Regions from separate parts of the Mus musculus genome. Here all the other regions are linked to region 3. The links are chromatin contacts, called in public HiChIP or PLAC-seq maps. All regions are on one chromosome and are shown on one strand. Each heading gives the region's core, a stretch centred on a gene start, on an enhancer-like site or on the middle of the called end of the contact. The rest is flanking DNA. Distances are from core to core; before and after follow the strand shown.

Evidence for each region. HiChIP or PLAC-seq counts read pairs in DNA pulled down with a chosen protein or histone mark.
Region 1: an H3K27ac HiChIP or PLAC-seq map of T-cell acute lymphoblastic leukemia shows a contact between it and region 3, with 12 times the contacts expected there. The contact joins two enhancer-like sites. A contact is called at or near these places in 2 of 15 datasets of contacts at CTCF or cohesin (large pre-B cells and pro-B cells), 4 of 115 datasets of contacts at active chromatin or transcription factors (the NIH/3T3 cell line, T-cell acute lymphoblastic leukemia, extraembryonic endoderm stem cells and 1 more) and 1 of 9 other capture datasets (embryonic stem cells).
Region 2: an H3K27ac HiChIP or PLAC-seq map of T-cell acute lymphoblastic leukemia shows a contact between it and region 3, with 20 times the contacts expected there. The contact joins two enhancer-like sites. A contact is called at or near these places in 8 of 39 promoter capture datasets (cranial neural crest, embryonic stem cells, frontonasal cranial neural crest and 5 more), 1 of 15 datasets of contacts at CTCF or cohesin (the NIH/3T3 cell line), 1 of 484 Hi-C or Micro-C datasets (bone marrow-derived macrophages) and 1 of 115 datasets of contacts at active chromatin or transcription factors (T-cell acute lymphoblastic leukemia).
Region 4: an H3K4me3 HiChIP or PLAC-seq map of craniofacial prominence shows a contact between it and region 3, with 8 times the contacts expected there. The contact joins the promoter of Rbm20 here to the enhancer-like site in region 3. A contact is called at or near these places in 1 of 15 datasets of contacts at CTCF or cohesin (the NIH/3T3 cell line), 1 of 484 Hi-C or Micro-C datasets (Th1 cells) and 6 of 115 datasets of contacts at active chromatin or transcription factors (craniofacial prominence, embryonic forebrain, embryonic hindbrain and 3 more).

Annotation. Positions count from the first base shown.
Region 1 is chr19:53,806,102-53,811,416 of GRCm38.p6, forward strand. The region is part of intron 1 of Rbm20 (RNA binding motif protein 20); the gene reads left to right. Among named protein-coding and RNA genes, the nearest start is that of Gm16299, 16 kb to the right of the region's middle. Within about 2 kb of position 1,255, at least 98 of the 459 cell types and tissues checked have an H3K27ac peak or open chromatin away from gene starts, as enhancers often do. A contact at or near this core is called in T-cell acute lymphoblastic leukemia, where this site is marked.
Region 2 is chr19:53,885,452-53,890,618 of GRCm38.p6, forward strand. The region is part of intron 3 of Gm30990 (basic salivary proline-rich protein 2-like); the gene reads right to left. Among named protein-coding and RNA genes, the nearest start is that of Pdcd4, 15 kb to the right of the region's middle. Within about 2 kb of position 1,655, at least 43 of the 459 cell types and tissues checked have an H3K27ac peak or open chromatin away from gene starts, as enhancers often do. A contact at or near this core is called in T-cell acute lymphoblastic leukemia, where this site is marked.
Region 3 is chr19:55,060,283-55,065,466 of GRCm38.p6, forward strand. No RefSeq gene overlaps it. Among named protein-coding and RNA genes, the nearest start is that of Gpam, 37 kb to the right of the region's middle. Within about 2 kb of position 3,134, at least 38 of the 459 cell types and tissues checked have an H3K27ac peak or open chromatin away from gene starts, as enhancers often do. A contact at or near this core is called in T-cell acute lymphoblastic leukemia, Th1 cells and craniofacial prominence, where this site is marked.
Region 4 is chr19:53,673,857-53,679,372 of GRCm38.p6, forward strand. Rbm20 (RNA binding motif protein 20) reads left to right here and starts at 3,450. Exons shown (of 14, transcript NM_001170847.1): 1 at 3,450-3,736. The coding sequence starts at 3,552. It overlaps Gm46653 (a long non-coding RNA gene), which reads right to left and starts at 1,915. Exons shown (of 2, transcript XR_001782674.2): 1 at 1,635-1,915; 2 at 1-249.

The sequences.
Region 1 (5,315 bases), core at 5-2,504, 1.3 Mb before region 3:
CTCTAATACTTTAGTTTGAAAACTCTTCAGGGAAACACTGGTTTAATTTTTTTCTCTAAGCACACTACTAGAGTTTTAAAGCTAATTATACACTGCAAATTCTTTGTAGCAATTAATGGCTCAGAGACATAACCTCAGCCTGGGGGCACTGGAGCCCTCCCAAGCTTCTTGGTAAATCAGAGCCTGTGCAGTCAGCTGCTGCATCTGTGAGGGGATCAGGCTCAGGGGAGGGCGTCTGACAGACATTGCCACTCCCGGTCCAAAGCATGTGCGCTACTGTGTTGTTTTCCCTACTGCCCAGCCTCGAATCTGCTGGGGATGGCTGCAAACAGTGCAGCTGTTCCTGGTATAGGCAAGAAGATGTGGACTGAATCCTGAGCCACGCGCTTTCTAGACAGGGACGTTCTTGAGGTCATTGCCTCTGGAGAATCAGGACAGCCAGAACAATGCACAGAGACACTGTCGCAAAGACAGATGGACGGATTGACAGACAGGAAGGAAGGACATCCTTCAATTTCCCCGGTTCTTGGTGGGAGGCTTGCAAGTGTTGCATGTGGAATGTACTCAGTGAACTCAGTGTGCGTGAACATAACCTTTCAAGCTGAGGTGGATAGGTAATCCTCCCAGGCCTGGGAAGCTGAGGTGATGAGGTGGATAGGTAATCATCCCAGGCCTGGGAAGCTGAGGTGGATAGGTAATCCTCCCAGGCCTGGGAAGCTGAGGTGGTGAGGTGGATAGGTAATCCTCCCAGGCCTGGGAAGCTGAGGTGGATAGGTAATCCTCCCAGGCCTGGGAAGCTGAGGTGATGAGGTGGATAGGTAATCCTCCCAGGCCTGGGAAGCTGAGGTGGTGAGGTGGATAGGTAATCCTCCCAGGCCTGGGAAGCTGAGGTGGATAGGTAATCCTCCCAGGCCTGGGAAGCTGAGGTGGTGAGGTGGATAGGTAATCCTCCCAGGCCTGGGAAGCTGAGGTGGTGAGGTGGATAGGTAATCCTCCCAGGCCTGGGAAGCTGAGGTGACCAGAAGTTTCCATGAGGTTTCATCAGCAGCCACCTGTGTGCCGTAGGACAAGTTAACTTTTCAGTGTTGTAATAAGGGATTGAATGGACCCTAAAAGCGTGCAATTCTATGTTTTTTCTGTTTGCCACTGCTGTGAGTGAAAAAAACTAGCTGGCTTTGCAGAGTCCTCTGGTGACCTTGTTTTGTGGCGTATATAACCTTAGCTTCCCAGGCTCTTGGGTGTCTGTGCTACCCAGACTTCTAGCAAGATCACTTCCTGCCCACAACATGCAGGCCCACCTCAGCTCTCTAAACAGACTCACCCTCAGTATCGATGTCTTGGGGAAACTGTATTCATTTCCTGTTACCACTGTAACAAATCACCACAAATCTGATAGTGTGTAGCATCATAGATGAGTGAGATTCTAAGATCCCTCTCAGTAGGTCTGTAGTGGAACTGTTAGGAAGAATGCCTCTGCCTCTGCCCTGGCTCTTCAGGAACATTCTTTCCCTTTCTGTTTTGAATTTCTAGAGGCTTCCTGTACTGTCTTGGCTCATAGTCTCTTCCTCCACTTGCACAGACATCAGCGCATCATCTTCCCTTTCTGTGATGAGTGTTTCCATCTCTCTGACTTTCCCCCTCATCGTTCTTGTGGTCACACAGAGCTCACCTCGGCAATGTCAAGGTGATCTTCTCTTAGCTCAAGATCCTTAATTGAATCACTGCTGTAAAGTCCTCTTTACCACGTACGGGGACACTTACAGGTGCATGCATGTCTGTACACTATGTGTGCTGCACTCACGGAGGCCAGAAGGTGGCCTTGAACTCCCCCCCACCCACCCCCCGGAACTGGAGTTACAGTTAGTTGGTAGCTGCCATGTGGGAACCTGGGAGCTGGTCCTCTGGAAGAACAGCCAGTGCTCCTTAGTGCTGAACCATCTCTCCAGCCTCTATCCATTCAGTTACTAAACCTAGACTTGGGGAGAAGCATACTGAATCTCCCACGCTGAGGTTGGGCGGTGAGTGACTATACCCAGGTGTGCAACGGCACTGGGAGGCTGTAGACTTAGAAGCCCCATCTTGAAGTACTCAGGCACTGTACTCACATAAAGCGCATTCGTCTCCCAGCCGCCGCCGGGCTCTGAGAAGCCACAGCCATTTAAGGTCTTCATTGCTTAGCTCCTGGCGGTTGCCACAGCCACCAAGCTGCTGGGAAATGCAAGATTCTCCAAGACACACCGCTTTCTTTGGGGAGGGGGTGTGTGTGTGCTTGAGTCTTTACATAAATGAGAAAGCCTAACATTGTCATCTTCATTTGGCTGTGGAACGTGTTTGTATTTGGATTGGAGTGTGGGTGTGCCTCGTGTTCTGGGGACTCTCTTAAAACAGCAGTAAACCTTGAAATAGACGCTCCTAGAATACTGTGTGGCCTCCTTCCTCCCTCCCTTCTCCCCTCCCTTGTCCCCTCCCTCCCTCCCTTGTCCCCTCCCTCCCTCCTCCCCCTCCCTCTCATTCTCCTTCGTTTCCTTCCTTTTTTTTTCTTTTGTCTTTTGAGACAGAAGTCTTATCATACCCAGTCTATCTTCAAACTCAACACTAGCCTTGAGTCATCTGATCCCCCTGTCTCTATCTTTCCAGCTCTGGGATCACAGGCGTGTATCACCACCAAGCCTGGCTAAGTTATTAACTCTTGCAGGCTAAGTATTTTACGACTTTTATTTTCTTAGATAGAACAGTTAGTCTTTTTTTTTCTCACCTAAGATTTTGGTTTAAAAGGGATATATTCTGTGTGGATGATTTGTGTGAAATCACTTCTGTGCAAGTTTGAATAAAGCTGGGGACAGTAAGAATTTGTAAGATTAAAGCAGAAACAGAAGGGGACCCGCTCCTGGGTCTGGTTGTGCCAGGTCTGAATGGTGAGGTTCTGATCTTCGTGTGTGCCTGGTCTGAACAATGAGGTTCGGGTCTAGTTACGGGCTGGGTATGAACAGCGAGGTTCTATAGTCGTATCCACATCTGACTCGCTGCCACACTGCATGGCTGCTTTTCCTTGTTGGGGAGATGGCTCTTCTTTAGATAACCTTTCAACACCCAGGAGGAAAACCTCTAGCAAGGACTTGCTCCAGCCCAGAACCAAAGGTTAAAAAACACAGCTGCCTTCTCTGGGGAAAACAAAACCAACTTTGTGCTCCTTTGGTCATAAGAAACACATTGGCACCTCCTTAACACCTTGTCAGTAAGGACAATCTGTGTAGTGGCCAAGCCTGGGGGTGGAGCTGCCCTGTTGGGTTTGCCTTCTAAAGCTTTGCTACCTGACAGTACACAAGGCATAATCATTCATCAGTCGGGACCCTCCCTCCTTTCTTGTTAGCCCCTCCCCACTCTGTTACAGCCATGATGGTGCCATACCACACAAGGGCTCATGAAGCTGAGATGCCCCCAGCGCAACTCCCCAGAGTGCACAAGGCCATCCCTCCTCCTTCCCCATATCTTAAAAGGCAGCAGGCGCGCCTCAGAGTGCAGCTTGCATGCTGCCTGGGTATCTCTCTTCAGGAACTTGTAGAAAGTTTTTGATTCCTCACACAAGAGGGAAAGAACAAAGGCTTGGTTTTTTTTAAATCTGACTTGGCAGTGTGTTTTGTTCTTGTTCTTGAGCGTGGGTGTGCCTCATGTTCTGGGATCTCACTTCAAACCAAACAAGCCAGCAGCCCAGGAGGATATGTGCCGGAGGGAGGAGGAGGGCTGCGAGGCTCCTACTGTACCTGCCAGGTTGGGGTTCGAGTCTTATAGGCTCATCCACTTTACTTAATGGCAGTGAGTGTTAGAGCTCTAGGTTCCTGCTCTACAAAGTTGAGATGAAAATGACCTATCCTGCGTGGCCCTTGACCTGTGTGACTTTTGAAGTTCCAAAAAGCTCACACTGGTCCCAGGAGCCTTACTGGAGGAGATGGTCCTACCCAGTTACCTTCTCCAAGCATGAGCCCCCTTCCCTTAAAGGAGCTCCAGGGAGGGAGGTGCGGTGTGCCCACACCCTTGTTTGTCTCTCTCTCACCCCAACCCTCTCCAACCCTCTCTGCCTGCTGTGGCCCTCCCCGCCCCCACTCAGCTTATCAGCTCTGAGTTTTTATCGCACAGGGCCTGGGACAGTGGAGACAGATGTGTCCCAGCTGTGCATTCCCTCCCAGCGCCTGCTTTATAAGGAGATTGGCTGTGCAGCCTGGCTGGTCCATCAGTCCAGACTTCAGATTTCACTGGCGCGTTCAGGTGCCCTGGGATTCCATTTCACCAGCATCCCGAACACATTTCTTGGTTACACCCACTCCCCGCAAGGGGAACCTTAAGACACAGAAAATATGGCTTAGCCAAAAGCCTCGACTGTGGAAACCGCTTATAGCAGATTCACCAGGAAAGCCTGTCTCATTTATAGACAGTCCAGTCTCTGTTTGCCCAGAAACACAATACAGTCAACGGACAAGGCCACAGAGCGATGTGGCAGACCGGCTCCTCCCATTTCTCCTAAGATTCTGTGAAAGTTGACTGGCACTTACTACCTCGAATTTAGATTTTGTTTTTCACTTATAGGGTTTTTGGTTGCTGTGTATACTACTGATATGTAAAAGCTGTTTTACTGTTTTTGGATTTAAAATGAGGACTAGGATGAAAATATGTGCCATAAATATACACACAGTTTATTCTGGCATACTTTTCAAAGCAAGGAGCATATGGACTTTCTCATGCCACTAAAATGATGGGGTGAGGAGTTAGCATGCTGGGCTGGTTTTTATGGTTCAGGACACAATCTCTACAAATTATTATTATTATTATTATTATTATTATTATTATTATTATTAATTATTGGGACAGGCATGCATTTGCATGTGTCATAGTATTCTTATGGAAGTCAGAGGACAGTCTGTGAGAGTCAGTTCTCTCCTTCCACTATGTGGGAGCTAAGGAACCAATCTCAGAGAGTCAGGATTAGTGGCAGATTCTGTGGAGGTTTGGTCCATTGCTATGTACTGAAATGCTCAATTCTGTACTGGCAGGTCTAAGCCTATGAGTGAATTCTCACATTTACCAGCTCTTGTTGTGCAAATCTTGCTCCTTAATTTGGAACTATTGGTTAATAAAGATGACAACAGCCTTTAGCTGTGGAGAAGAGAGGTGAGTGGTGCTTGGGTGCTCACCCCGTCCCCGGCTGGGGTCTGAAGCAGAGACCACAAGGAGAGCAGAGAGGAGAAGACTCCTTGGGGTAGGTTAATCATGAGAACACGGCCATAAGGGATGGTGAATTGGGGTTCTGGGGCCCTGGTAGA
Region 2 (5,167 bases), core at 405-2,904, 1.2 Mb before region 3:
TAGGAAGAAAGCCCCCAAGGACTCACTAGGCATGCAGAAGGTTTTCCTAGGGATCAGGTGAGTCTATAGCTAAGACCAGCTAGGCGTCTTGATTAAACTCCATAGAGATTCGCTCAGCCCTCTCCGGGGCACCATTTCAGAGGTAATGAGCCCAGGGGAGTAGCCTAGGCGTCCAACCAAGCAGCTCTGCATTGTAATCTCATGCCCCCGTACTATAGAAGAGTTAATTTGCTAGAGCAGCTCCTAGCACTTGAGCAGATGCTTAAGGACATTTCAAAGCTTGCAGGCGAGCAGCCAGGCGGAAAGAAAGGATACAGAAGGCCAAAGCTTGAGCGGGAGAGGGCGATTCCTTCAGCCGTTTTGAACCTGTGGAGGTTGCTAGAGTTGTTTCTCTCCTTGACTTTGGGGGCTCAGTTTATCAGGTTTGGTGGTCGGCCCCTTTGCCCACTGGGTCAAAGTTTGGATATGCTAAATTAGCCTTAGGCTTGCTGTGTAACCAAAAAATGACCCTGGGCTTCTGATTCCTGTGTGTCTTAAATATTAAATATTGGGATTACAGCTGGGAACTACTGTAACAAAGTTCTAGAAATAAAAAGTTGTACATAACTAGGAAAAAAAATCTAACCAGGCGGTGTTGGTACATTGCTTTAACCCAAGCACTTGGGAGGCAGGGGCAGGCAGATCTCTGAGTTCTAGGCCAGCCTGCTCTATAGTGAGTCCCAGGATAACCAGGGTTACACAGAGAAACCTTGCATCAAAAACAGAAACAAAATAAAACAAACAAACAAAAAAACCTGAAAGAAAAACCACCCCAAAAAATATCTCATAGAAATCTGTTTTCTTTTGCTTTTTAAATACCTAGATAATCACATTGACTTTTAGCTCTTAAGACTCACAAACTCAGCCGGGCGTGGTGGTGAACGCCTTTAATCCCAGCACTCGGGAGGCAGAGGCAGGCGGATTTCTGAGTTCGAGGCCAGCCTGGTCTACAAAGTGAGCTCCAGGACAGCCAGGGCTATACAGAGAAACCCTGTCTCGAAAAACCAAAAAAAAGACTCACAAACTCTAAAATATTTACTGATTTCTTCTTTTTAGGAAGAATTTGCCAGTCTATGCTTAAATGGGTGATGCACAGCGTCTTTAGGAGTTATATGTGGCAAGGAAGAAGGGGGTGTAAATAGGTTCAGGCAGTATTTGTGTAGTCCTTGTAGGAAGTCCTGTGGGTTCTGTGTAGAAACACAATGTGGCTTCTGTCCCTGGGGAGCTTACCCTCCAGAGTTGGATGGTGGAAATTGGCTGGCTCTTGGGTGCCTGTGGATAGGTTGATGAGACAAGATGACCCCAACAGACTTTAAATGTGTCAGCTTGTCACTGGGTTATCTTGGCCAGAACATGTCTTCCCAGAAGGTCTCTGCTGGAGCAGTTCCAGGTGTACAAGGAAGATCATCAGATCAGGTGAGAACCACGAGACCAGCAGGGAAGAAGCCAAGGCCGGAATGTCAACCAGGATGGGGTGGCACTGTGATATTGGTTCAGGCAGGAGGCCAGAGAGTGGCACAGCACAGGAGAAACAAGTATGTAGGGCTCAGCAGTTCTGCCTGGTCGGTGGCTTTCTATTCTAGAGACGGGGGCTAAGTTGACTCTTCAGCTTCCTGGGCTCCAGGGTGGCTTAGTACAGCAGGGGTGCAGGGTGGCCCTCTCAGTGCAAAGGCCTGTGGGTATGTTGCTGCTTGTGCTTGTGGCCTTGAGACGTGTGCATGGTAATCTCTCTTGGTTCTCCCAGAAAAGATGACGATATGGCTTGTTATCTTTTCACCTTCTGCTCCAACTGAAGAAACCATACGCAGGAGAAACAGGTGCACTGGAGCCATGAGCCTTTGCTCTGAGGCAGCGTCAGTTGGTGGTGTGGTCTCTCACGCTCTCCAGTTTTGCAGTAGATCCTATGTTTTCAAGAGAACATCGGGGTGCCTCCGTGACCACCCCAGCGCATGCTGTGTAATTCTGAAGCTCCTGTGACAGGGAATCAGGTTGGAAGGGGAACATTACCCAGGACATCCTAGCTCACCACTATCAGAAGCCACTCAGGAGATGACTGTAGGGCTGATTGTAGACTGACCCCTGTCTAAGTGGGTCCTGAACAAGCTAGGCAGAAGGGTGTAAGCTATTTTTGCTAAGCCACCCAGGGGATGGCTTGGCAGTGTGGGATGAAGGTAGGCTTGGGGGTCAGGAGAATGCTATCTAGAGTCCAGGTTTTGTTTCTTAGTGGTTTGTCAATGGGCAAGTAACAGCTTGGTATGTGTAAATGTGCATGTTATATATGCCTGTATATGTGCATATGTACATGTATATGTGTATATGTGCATGTCTATGTGCATGTATATGTGTATATGTGCATGAATATAACTTGTGTTTATTCATGCATGTCCATATACATACATATGTGTGCATGTGGAGGCCAGAGGTCAATACTGAGTGTCTTTCTTTATCATTCCCCTGCAGATTTTTTGAGATACCTTCTCTCACTGAACCTGGAGCTCACTGGCTAAGCTACATGAATTGGCCAGTTATCTGCCCGCCTCTGCTGCATCAGTGTTAGGGTGATAGATGTGTGCAGCTGTGCCCAGCTATTATGTGGGTTCTGGGGATCCAAGTGTACACCCTCATGCCTGCACAGCAAGCCCTTTATCCACTGAGCCATCTCCCAAGCCCCGCACATGATAACTTCTCTAAGTTAGATATGTGTCTAACGTCAAGAAAATGAATGAACCTATTAAGAGGATAGAGAAAACACTAAATGTGGAAATCTATCCACTAAAAGAGAGAGAGAGAGAGAGAGAGAGAGAGAGAGAATGCTTTGAAGCACCCAGGAGGGATGGAAGTCAGAGTCTGATGGTAGTGGGCACAAAGCATCTGTGCTTGGTGAGAAATATTAATCCTCTGCTGAAAGCTGAAAATATTTCGCCCAAGCCTGGCATTTGTTTTTGAACTTTGTCTGCATTATCTTTCATCATGCAGGAGTTCAAAACGTTCCAGTGTTCAAGTCTGCTTCTGGGCTTCCTGTCTTGCTTAAGCGGCCTCTTCATCCTCACATTATTATGCAAGCTGTTTCCTGGGTTTTCTTGCAATGATTTTATAGCCTCGTTTATGCACTTGCGTGTGTTTAGCACACAGGAGTTTGTATTTGGGGATACGTGGGGTATACGTTGGCGGGTAAGTCATGGTCTTACGGTCAGGGCTGCTTTTCTCTGCTCTAAGTATATCAGGGAGATGGTTTCTTAACTGATTTTGTTATTTGATGATGTCATACATATACACAGCATGCTTTTACTCTTTCCCCATACCCCATCTCTTCTTCCTCCATTCCTATTAAGTGCCCACTCTCTTTCCAACCCATTCCCCTGTTATAGGAGCCAGAGGCTGTGGTGGTTACAAAGGCACCTGCTGTTTGACCAAAGTTATGTTTCCTTTGAGAAAACATTATCCAGCAGAGGTGAGGGTTTCTCCCTGAAAACTTGGAGATCACAAAGGACCACACGTGTTGCCCTTGTCCTGACAAATGCCTTCTGGGTTGGTTTTGTCACCCACTGAGAACTATCTAATAGTGCCTACTGACACCATCAGTGACCTGGTCTTCCTGAAGAAAATGATCTCCTGTCTCTAAATCTATCAGTAGCCAATAGCTCAACAGTGAGGGCTAGGGACCCCTGAATACCCTCCCTTGTGCATTCCAGACTCCTGATGGGTCCATCCCTTTACAAGTGCAGTGCAGGCATCTGCAGCTCCTATGATTTATGATTGTCAACTCTGGGTCTTGCCCTGAAGGTGGCATTTTCCAGCCCTTCTGGAAGATTTTTATTTTTGAGTGAAAAAAAAGTCTCATTAATGCACTCATTTATATGCGTAACATGACAGCTTGTTAACAGTGGTTATTAATATACACGGTAACTGGTTATTTATAGTGGGACTGCAGATGTTTGTAAATTTTCTTTTTATTTGTATTTTCATGTTGTTGTGCATAAATGATATGTATCTGTACACTGAAATATATTTAGAGGAAAAGTGTCAAGAAGGTGCTTTTATAACCAGGACTTCCCGTTAGCCTAGCTGCCTTGGCAAGATAGCTGGAGGCTGTCCGGGATAGCCCTGGGCAGTTTGGTACTTTTTGCTCTCAAACACTGACTGGGCTTGATACACAGGAGAGACACATGCTCAGTTGGTTCCATTTCTCTAAAGCCCACAGGATTCACACAGATGAAATGACAACAGATCAACTCATTGAACTTAGGTGTTTGGTCTGGCCGCAAATCTTATTTCCTGATCCGCCCCCTCTCCTCCCATACTGGGTAAACCACATGTGTTAGGAGGAAATTCACCCTCTAAAGTCACGGGTAAAGGTCAAACAGATTTGCATCCTGGGCCAACTGGTCAAGGAACAGGCTTGTTTGGACCATCCGACCTATTTGCAGATAGAGTTGGGCAAGAATGAATGTGAGTGCCCATCTGCACCCCAGTGGTTAGCTTGGGTTGCCTTTATTCCTTATGAGTCACGTCTCTGTCTCTGAGGTTTTGTATGATCCCTGTGCCATACCTGACCTAACTGTAGCCAGAACATTGTGGAAGAGGCTCGCGGTCAACTGGAGAGTTTCCCCCTTTAAATACTCAAACTTTAATAAGTGGAAATATTTAAAAAATAATTTATTTTCTAAAATAATGTTCTGTAAAGCATTGCCTTGTTAAACTCTGCAGGGCCACCATTAGAAATGTCTTCAATAAATGAGCTAAATACCTAATAAAAAATGGAAAAAAAAAAAAAAGAAATGTCTTCAAAGCCGCCAGAGCAATTGTTCCATTCTGATGGCCGAGTGACTAACTAACCTGTTTGTCCCAGGAATATCTGGTCCTGTTGTCTTCCTTCTTTCTACAGTTTGTTTTCCTTCCTTTTGTCTTTTAACAGTCCCATTGATAATCAGTGCATTTATCTCCAGGAGCCAAACTCGTGCTAACAGTCACATGTCACCAACGGTGGGAAGCTGGAAAACCAAGCCTATTGACAGTACACAAACAATGAAAGCACCTTCTCCAGGGGCAAACCTAATGGGACTTTTGTCTGAGTAAAGTTTGAGGTGATGGGGGTTCTTTCTCTCTTGCTCACTCACACGTTGAGGGG
Region 3 (5,184 bases), core at 1,884-4,383:
AGCTGTGGCTGAATAGCCTCTGAACAGGCTTGCAACTGTCCCTCACTGGTGTCCCTGACTCCTCCAAAAAGCTCGGCAGAGGACAACTGAAGGCCAAGCTGAGTCCAGTTTCCTGGCCTAGAATAGCCTAGCAGAAGGAACGGGCTCAGAAAGCTGGAGAGAGCCATCATTACCTATCATAGCCTGGTTCCGGAACACCCGGGCTGAGTGGAGGTGCTGAGCTCTGAGAGATGGATCAAGCTAGGCCTGGAGGGATTAAAGAAGGAACACAGGCCAACACCACAGCTCTGCTGGTAAAGCCATTTGCTGCCAAGCCTGTGACTCATCCCTGAGACCCACTGTCCCTGACCTCCATGCCTACCCACCACCCCACTGGACACACACACACACACACACACACACACACACACACACGCACGCACGCACACACACACACACACTAAATAAAAATCTAATTTGAAAGAAAAAATATAAATAACATGCTAAAGATGCCTTATCGTGTCCAGGGAGTTCATGCTCTACAAACAAAGGCCATAGGGAGGGGCAGGCTCTTGGGAAAGTCAACTCAGGTGTGAGGGTAACTATCGATCATTCCCCTATCATTCCCCACAGCAGCCCAAGTCCCCAAGCTCCAGCCAAAAGCCACCCTCCCCAGAGCTGCCTCTGGCAATGGTGAGACCGGATCTGGGCATAAAATGTCCTAGGAAATGACAGCCACATTTGAGCAGGAAATGAGTTAAGGGATTTAAGGGGATGATAGAAAATAGTCTGCAGACCTTGGACCCTGAGACTCCCCAAACTTCACACTTTTCCAAGCCGGCGCCAACACCAAGCTAAACTGAAGAACGCCTCCGCCCTCTAGTGGACAGAATGGCCATAGTCCTGGTGGTTCCAGGTGCCCTCTTCCTTCAGTGTGATAGAGAGGACCCAGAAAAGGACAAGCAAGAATAAAACTGTGGACCATTGTCTCCGGCCCCTATTCCCTTCCCTCGTTCTTCCTCACCAGTCCCCCATTTTCCCACTGATCAGACATCCACCCTTCCCAGCTTGCTCGTTTGCTCCCACATAAAACTCACTCTGTGAATGAATAAAGGAGCTTAAAATGGGAGCCTCACCTGGAGAAACTCGGTTTCAACTGGCAGAGCCTGGGCTCAAAGTCAAGTTCCCATACAGTGGGCACCAAAGAGGTATTTCCGGGTGGCTGGGAGGCACTTAGGTCCTCGCCATAGACTTCAGAAATCATTTGCACTTCGTTTTCCGATAGGACAAGGGTGGGTGGACCAAAGTGAGGAATAAGACAGACCCTGAGCTCCGTGATAGGCTTTGGAATCCCCAGGGCACCAGGGAATGGACCGGTCCCGCCCCTCACTTTCTGCAGTCCCTGCAGACATTCCTGCCTAAGGGTCCCTAGACAGCAGGTGCCCTGTAGCCACTGGAATCTCCAGCTTCCCGCAGACTTCCAGCTGCCCGAGCAAAGCCCTCTGCCACGCTCCATGCCTCAGCCCTGTCTCTTGTCTTTCGCTGTCCCGGCTTCATCTGAGGCCATCCTGGGGTCTGGTAGTATGTGACAAGCAACATGTTCGCCCTAGTTGTCTGGACAGCCTCGGCCACTCCTTCCCTTCCCTTCCCTTCCCTTCCCTTCCCTTCCCTTCCCTTCCCTCCCCTCCCCTCCCCTCCCCTCCCCTCCCCTCCCCTCCCCTCCCCTCCCCTCCCCTCCCCTCCCCTCCCCTCCCCTCCCCTCCCCTCCCCTCTCCTTTCCTTTCCTTTCCTTTCCTTTCTTTCCTTTTTTAATTACCTACATCGTGGCTTAGAACCCGCTGATGAAGTTCTATCACCACCTAGTGGTCAGATCCAAAATGTGTGGCATGGCCACACCCAGCGTTTTGGTACAGGACCACCTGATCGAAGAAAATGAAAATTAATGTATGCCTTTAAGACAGGATGGGGGGGGGGGGAATCCCAAAGCCTGTTTATGCAGAGGTTGAACCAGTGCCTGTCAAATGATGGCAGAGGAAGGAGTGGGCAGGCAGAAGAAAACTTAGTTTGCCAGGTATTCTCTTCGGAGACAGCACCCTGAGCTAACATTTATGACGCTGCCATCATAAGCCAGGCTGGGGTGCATCCGGCGTGTTCACGCTAACGTGTTGTCACCTGCTAGGTGAAGACGGAGCATCAGAAAACAGGTTCAAGATCCAGTGGCTGCTGAGTGTGGAGCTGGGACTTGAACCCAGGAAGTCTTAACCAGGTTCCGCGACTGAGTAGCAACGCTTTGGTCACCTGGGCACAATATCATGCAAACAAAGACATCAAAGGCAAAGCTAACTGTAGATGGGCTGTGTCTCCAGATTCTAATGCCAATTTCTATGGGTCCAACTTTTTGTCGACACCTTAGGCTCCGTGCCAAAAGAAAACAATTAGAAAGACACCAGTGCTCTTCCCTTGGCGGCCATCTTTTCTTCCCCGAGATCCCAATGGTGAGACTGGCTCTTCTCACCTGCAGCGGTGAGGCTAGGGTTCCCCCTCACACAGCCACAGCTGCACCCCTTTTGCCCTGGCTGGGTCCTGACATGGGGCATCATGTTTTGGAAATAATAATTTTCTTCTTCCTAGTGCATCTCCATCCTTACTCCTTCCTCGCCCTGCACCCGAGATGAGACTTAACATACTAGTCCTGAAATCCAAACACACACACACACACACACACACACACACACACACACCACACACACACACACACACACACACACACACACACACCACACACACACACACACACACACACCACACACACACACACACACACACACACACACACACACACCACACACACACACACACACACACACACACCACACACACACACACACACACCACACAACACACACACACACACCACACACCACACACACACACACACACACACACACACCACACACACACACACACACACCACACAACACACACACACACACCACACACCACACACACACACACACACCACACACCACACACACACACACACACACACACACACACACACACACACACACACACACACGATGCAGGAGGCAAGGTTGAAGAAAGCTGTGGGTCAGCCTCCTAGCTGTAGCTGCTAGCTCCCCTGAGGAAGTTGAAGAGTTTCCTCAAACCCCGCCTCCACTTTGTCTGTACAATGGGAAGCGGCTGGTCCTGCCTGCACAGCTGGCAGGTCTGTGACTGGCTGTTCATTTGTGCTCAGTGTTTTATAAACAGCTCACTGCAAAGGGCAAACTGCTCCATCTACAAACTCAAAGGGCTGCTGTCCTCCATTTTTAAAAGCGTGTGCATCCAGAGACACCACTGTTTTCAGAAAACAAGTGCACAAGCTCCGCGATCAAATGACCTCTGGCACAGGGCACGGGCAAACGCAGGAAGAGAAAGATACACACCTCTGTTCCCCACCAACCCCCCGACCTGAGGCAGGAGCATAGATCTAACAACATTAACCACACCCAAAAATATACAGGAAAAGAAAATCTAACAGCTCAGAAACGATATTGCATTTGCTTGAAAAGCCAAGGGCCTGGAGCCTCCCTATCACCAGAGTGCTGTGACAACATACAGATCCTGTATAGAACCACTTAATGGTCTGTCGAATTCAATTAGGGGAAATTTTGAGACTTCCCATTTAAACTATCTGTTCTTCCTTCAAGACTGAGTGTCTTGGATGAGAACCTGGACGCCATACCCCAGTCTCCAGAACAGCCTGGCAGGCTCTCCAGAGTCTCAACCAAATGCAGTGTTGTTAGGGACTTTCCTTAGGTGTGGCCTTTGTCCCTGAGGAGATACAGTCCTGCTCCAGGGAGAGGAGAGGGCTTGGCACTTGTATGATCTTCTGGTGCTGTGAAGGTTGGCTCTGGATAGTACTAGCACTTCCTGGATATTTAATCTCCATTGTGATTATTTCCAACCATGGTAGATAGTAGACCTTTGCCAACGAAACAACAGAGGGGACCTCTCCATCACTCTCCCATCATGTTGCTCATCCAAAATGGGGCATCAGCTCAGCATAGTCTAATGAAGAGTAAGGCTGTCTTTGCTTGGTGTTCCTAGAACCAGTCAAGACAGGAGAGTTCAGCAACAGGTCATCTATGTGCAAGCATTTGCCAGGAAGGAGAAGCAGGGACTGACCAAAGGAGACAGAGGGGGGTGAAAAAAGAAAGGAGTGCTAATGGGTCACTTGCTGTGGGCAACAGAAGCCTCTTAGCACCAGGGCCCCCAGAACATTCTTGAGAGCGAAAAAGCTAAGCTGTGTGTCAAGGGTCAGCCCTAGCTTATAAACTGAAGGTCACCCATGACAGGTTGGCTCACCAGCACTCTGCACAGAGGCTAAGACTATCCTCTGCAGGAAGATTCAGAAAGAGATGGTGGGTCCGAGATCTTCCTCAGGTTGACTGTCACAGTAGACAAGCAGAAATAGGCAAGGGACCTTCCGAATCCACTGTCAAAACCTGCCTCAAGAAAACCCAGTATAACAAAAGCAGCTCACCTTCACGCTGGAAGTAAATTGTACTTCTGGGGCGCTCTAAAGGACTCGTCTGGCACTTACGTTTATTAGCTCCAACTTATAAAAGGGAGAATTCAATCATGTGCCCAAAGTCCTGTAAGCAATTACTAACCCTACTAAGCCTCCAAACTTAACTTTGGCCCCTCATTTCTCAGCCTCCTTTCTGCCATGGTTCTCTGAAGATTCTTACAAGAAATAAGGCTAAGTTCTCTGAATTTCAAAGATTGGGTCAAAATAATCAGTGCTTCATGGCCTATGTCATGAGGCTAAATATTCTTTTTTAATATTTTTATTAGGTATTTTCCTCATTTGCATTTCCAATGCTATACCAAAAGTCCCCCATACCCTCCTCCCACTCCCCTACCCACCCACTCCCACTTCTTGGCCCTGGCGTTCCCCTGTACTGGGGCATATAAAGTTTGCATGTCCAATGGGCCTCTCTTTGCAGTGATGGCCGACTAGGCCATCTTTTGATACATATGCAGCTAGAGTCAAGAGCTCCGGGGTACTGGTTAGTTCATAATGTTGTTCCACCTATAGGGTTGCAGTTCCCTTTAGCTCCTTGGCTACTTTCTCTAGCTCCTCCATTGGGGGCCCTGTGATCCATCCAATAGCTGACTGTGAGCATCCACTTCTAT
Region 4 (5,516 bases), core at 2,200-4,699, 1.4 Mb before region 3:
TTACCATCTAGAGGTGTACACACCGGGAAGGGCGGCACACCTGAAGTGATCCCTTCGGCAGAGGAATGATCACATCAGCCTGAAAGGTAGGCGACCCTTTGAGTAGAGGACAGTGTTACAATGATACAGAACAGCGATACAGTGTTACAGAAGAGCGATGCAGTGTTACAGAAAAGGTGCTGAGCCCCAGCTCTGCAGTTCAGTATCCCAGCGACCTTGACCTTGGACACGTTCTTCAGGCTTCTCTGTCTGCATTAAATAAACAGGTATGAGAACACAGAGCCTGAAAGCCAGTAAATTCATTATTCAGCTTATGAAACAAGGCAGGGGCCCAGTGTCACTGCAAGTTTGAGAATGACTGACCCTGGAATAACAAAGTTGCTTGTTTCTTTAAATGGTCCCATTACAATTTAGATACCACCTACTAATCTAGGGCTCTCAGAAGGTGGGTGTGGCGGATTGAATCACAGTACAGGTGCCGGTTTTTATTCCCTGGAGGATGAAACCTCATCAGGCAGTGAGCTCTCAGCTCTACACCCATCATCCAGGCAGTGTCTTCACAGGGTGACAGATAGGATTTGAAAATGGACCGGCCTAGCAGTGGTCTTGCTCTGTCCCTCAGAAGCTGGGTGGCCTTGAGCAACATTCTCATAGCTGTCTGAGAGACTCAGTTTCCTTGGTTGTAAAATACAATCATTCCAGCTAGCTCAGGGGTTACTGTCTAAAGATAAGCAAGGCACGCCTCCCGAGAAATGTCCACGCACAACAAAAGCCTCGCTGCCTGATCCTTGTGGGTCAAGGAGGGACAGGATGCTCCTGCAGAGAGGAGCAAAGAGCTGTTGCCAGCCCTCCCCTTCGTCAGACTCCCCACTGTGAAATGAAGTGGGTGACTCAGCCTTTCTCACATTTGCTTAGAGAAGCACACCCTTAGGGGATGGGAGGGCAGTTTGGATCCTAGATAATTATCTGTGTGTGTATGTGTGTGTGTGTGTGTGTGTGTGTGTGTGTGTGTCTGTGTTGTGCCACTCCTAGATAAAAATCGAGGAAAAGTAACTGCATCCCCAACTGGTTAACGCATGTAATGTTTGACTTGGAAAATAGACATGGTTGCTCACTGCAGTCCCAGGCAACATTCTGGGGGATCCAAGTACCTTAAGGTTTCTGCCAGAGCACTACCCTCCACATTGCTAATGACAAATATTAAGTTATAGCCATGCAAATAGGATTTCTGGGGGAAAATGCCTGCGGACCATAGATTTTCTTTTATTATTTATTTTAAATTTCCAAAGCCCAGTGAATTCTCAGTCTCCCTTTGCTCTCTGTATTGTCCCAGGAGGAACACTCAAAACTCACCCCCACACCTCAGTCTTTTTCCACCCATTCCCATGGAGAGAACTCCATAGAATTTCATGTTACCAAGTCTTTAATGAGAGCACTAGTGTGCCTTCCACCCACTCAGTTTCCTCGGAGTTTTAAAAATACCTTGTTCAAGTTGGCTACTATTGAACTGTAGAATCCCACTTGTAAAAATCAGCCCTTCTGCCTGCAAGAAACACCCCCACCTCGAACTTGGAGCCAGGGCCTCATTATTCCTAATTCCGTCACATTTGCTAACCAACCCTCAGAGAGGATACCTTTCCATTGGTGCATTGCAGTCCAGACAGTAAACAGATCTGCCTCATGACTACAGAGCTCTCTCCAGACGCTTTAGACGGTTCTCTGGCAACATCTGGGAAGACTTCATTCATTGTCTTTTTTGGGGAGAGTCTCAATGTTAGTTTTAGGTGTTTTCCTCCAGGGTTAAGGGAGTGTGTATGTGTGCCTGGGTAAGATGGAGTATGTGGAAGCCACACTCGAGAAGTTAGTGACAGAAATTGATCACAGAAAACTGCCCGTGTCTTCAGACACCCTGTTCTGCTTCTGAGAGGGGCCAGCAAGTAAGCCATGTTTACTTGAGAGATTTTTGCTTTTTTTTTTTTTTTTCGAGACAGTCTTTCTCTGTGTCTCCCCGGGTGTCCTGGTGCTCTGTAGATTAGGCTGGTCTCCAACTCACAGAGATCCCCCTGCCTTTGCCTCTCTAGTGAAGAGCTGGGACTAAAGGCATGTGCCACCCGCCGCCACACGTTCTGTTTTGTTTGTTTGTTTGTTTGTTTGTTTGTCAGACTTGTGTGAATTGTGAATGATGTGTGTGATGTTTAATACAAATAATCGTAACTCTAATTGGCAATGAGAGAGAGAGAGAGAGAGAGAGAGAGAGAGAGAGAGAGAGAGAGAGAGAGAGAAGCTCTCTAAGGTAGGGTGGCAGAGTAGGCAGTTTCAAGGGGAAATTGACACAAGAGTCAGGAGGGACAAAAAGTATCTTTCAGAGAGTTCAAGCAGTTGTCAGGTTTTGAGACATCTTTAGAATTTTCTGGTGTGTGAAGCAGGCAGGCAGGACTTCAGGCTGTGGGATCAGCTCGCTGCCCTCTGGCTTATAACGCACGAGAGAGGAATTTGGCCGCGGGCGTCCGTGTCTGGAACACCACGGAACAGCACAGTCCGAGAGAGCACGAGGCGGCCACTCCCCGGCCGGTGCTCAGGTGCAGGAGGGTCTGCGGGAGCAGGTGTCCCCTGTCGCCGTCTCCAGCTGCTCCGCCCTCAGAGCCTCACAAGTGCGTCGCACAGCTGCCACCCCGGTGCACACGGGTGTCCGGCGCAGGTGGGCTCCGGGCAATTAACAGAGTCGGTGAACTCTCTTCCTTATCCTTTAAATTTCCAGAGACGCTGCCAATAAATATGAAAGAAACGTGTGCCTGGTTTTCTTTTGCTCTCGTGGGAAAATTCAAAGAAATGAATCCACTGCTACCCTGTCCGTCGCCTTTGGGACCCCCGAAGCGACAGCTGGAACTACCAGCGTGGTGAGCTCCGGGGCCTGATCATCTGGGCCCCGAGATCGCAGTCCCACCCACCTAGGGAAGGATGTGACAGTGTCGGGTCCTTCCAGAGGCGCTGGCTGGGCTCCAGCCGCAGGAGGATGCCAAGCCCCGGGCGCACTTCGCGCTGGCGATGTCCTCGGGACTCTGCCGGAGCCGGGCAGCCTGTGAGCTCCGGAAGAAACTACAAGGCGGCGGAGGGCGGCTGCGGGGCGGGCCGGCGTGTCGCCCTCTCACGAGGGTGTCGCGCTGAGGAGCGCCTGGCTGGTCACCCCGAAGGGCTCGCGGTGGCGGGTGGCGGCTGCTACTCACTGTGCCTCGGGTGGACAGGCACAGTTGTCCCGGTCACCCCGCGCGCAGCAGCTCCTGGGCGTCTCGCGGCTTCCGTGGCCCCGGGGACGCCCCCTGTTCCTGTCCCTGTCCCCCGCCCCCTCCGCAGCCTCTCCAGCTTGAGCGCCGGGAGGTGGAGGAGGCGGCGCCGCGGGGACTGTCTCCTCCCCACCCTTCTCGTCTCCTCCCCACGCCACCGAGAAGGACAAGGGGACTGGGCACAGGGACCCCGGCCAGTGAGCGCTTGTGTTCCGGGACCGCCCCTCCCGCGCGCTCTTTCGCTGCGAGCCCGGGCCGGTGTCGCCGCGCATGGTGCTGGCAGTAGCCATGAGCCAGGACGCGGATCCCAGCGGTCCGGAGCAACCCGACAGAGATGCCTGCGTTATGCCCGGTGTTCAGGGGCCCTCCGTGCCCCAGGGCCAGCAAGGGATGCAGCCTCTGCCGCCACCGCCACCGCCTCAGCCTCAAGCCAGCCTGCCCCAGATCATCCAAAAGTAAGAGGGAGAATGGAGTGGGGCTGGGGTGAGCCTGGGACACACACCAGGGGCCCTCTTTTGTGGCTTCATTTCCATCCTTTGCTAAACTTCGCCCGCCCCGCTTGTGTTTGAAGTGTTGTTGGCGCTCTGAGCTGGGTCGGTGTCATTCTGGCTTGTTGGTGATATTGGGTAGAACGCAGTCAAGTTATTAGTGTGTGGTGGTGGTGGTGGTGGGGCATAATTTTTGCCTTTTCTTATGTGTTCTCTTTTCTCTTCTGATGGTACTGGATCTGTTTTAACTTCATAAGCTCGAAGTTGGGGGAAATGACCCAGAGACTATTTTTTTCATCCTTCTGATCCTTAGAGACCACTGGAATGTATTACGGTGACGATGACGGGTCAAGCGTGAGTGTGAGCGCTTAGTGAAGGGTGTGTGATAAATCGCCACTGAGAACAAAACTACCTTTAGTGGAGTCAACTAGAGATTTGGGACAAAGGGAGTTGAGGGCCTGTAAACAACGCGCAAACAGTTTACAACATGGCCCTTGCAAGGAGTTCTCAGCTGCAGAAAAGGTTTCCCCTAGATACCGTGGTGAACCTCACCGTTCTTCTTTTCATTGGTTTGGTAAGCTGGGGTGGTCAGGGGTCCCAGGAAGCCCCTTATCCCGTCTGGGAAGCGTAGAGGTAAACCGCTGGTGTTTTACTCCCTCGGCTCCTTAAAAAGCATTGTTTTGACAGTTTGAGGCCTAGAATGTCGGATTGTTCGAAGGCTCTTTATTTTGCTTCAGGCTTGGTCCACCTGTGACAAAGTCCTGAAAAATAGTTTGAGTGTTTCCACAAGTCTAATTGGAACATGTAAACTCAGGAAAACTCACATGAGGAGCTGGGGTTTTTTGTTGGCTGTTCTGATCTTGGGGATTCTGTAAACTCACTACGATGCACTAAGGAAAAAAAAAGCAAACATGGAAAAGGAAATGGAAGCAAATAGTAGTCAACTCTGAATGGCTTTAAAAAGCGAGTTATCTAATAGAAAAGAGTGAAAACTCAAATTTGCCATCAATAACAGGGAGGGGGGGTGTCGCGTTTCAGGACAAAATGGTTTCCTATCTGTTGGCTGGTTGACTCCTAAAGTCCTATTTAACTTTGATATTTTACATAACTTTTAGCTACTTGCAATTTGCAACTTTTTAAAAGTGAAAAGTTTCCTAAGGTGGTCCTTTTTCCTCTCTTTGTAAAGCGGTCCAGCAAATCCTAAAGAGAACTGACACTTTATATATCTCCTGAAGTTTCACTTCGATCCGCAACGTAAATAGAGGTCAACTGATAAAAACTGCTTACATCTAAAGTCTTTTTTACTAAAGCATTCAAATTGATCAGTTGTGAATTTGAAACTATTATCTTTCTCTGTGAACCAGTGATGTGTGTACTGAAATCAGCCCGCATGTTAAATTTATCAAAACCGCTTTGTTTTTTAGTAATTAGCCTGAGTTTCCCCTCAGTTTTAAGTAGAAGAAAACTAGGAACTTCTTATTCCCAGAAAAGAAATCTTCACAAATGGCTATTTAAAGTACTGCCAGGTAGGAAAAACATTTCAATTTGTGAAAATGGATAATTTAAGATGCATTTTAGTTTCTTCATAGAATTAATAATGTAAACTATACATTTATTATCTTATTTGGAAAATTCCATCTCTGGAATATGTTATTTTAAAAAGACATGAGGGACCCTTTCAAAGATGGCTCCTTCTGCATATAGGCCAGAATGGAGTCCTGCAGAAGTGTCCATGGCCTGGCGATAG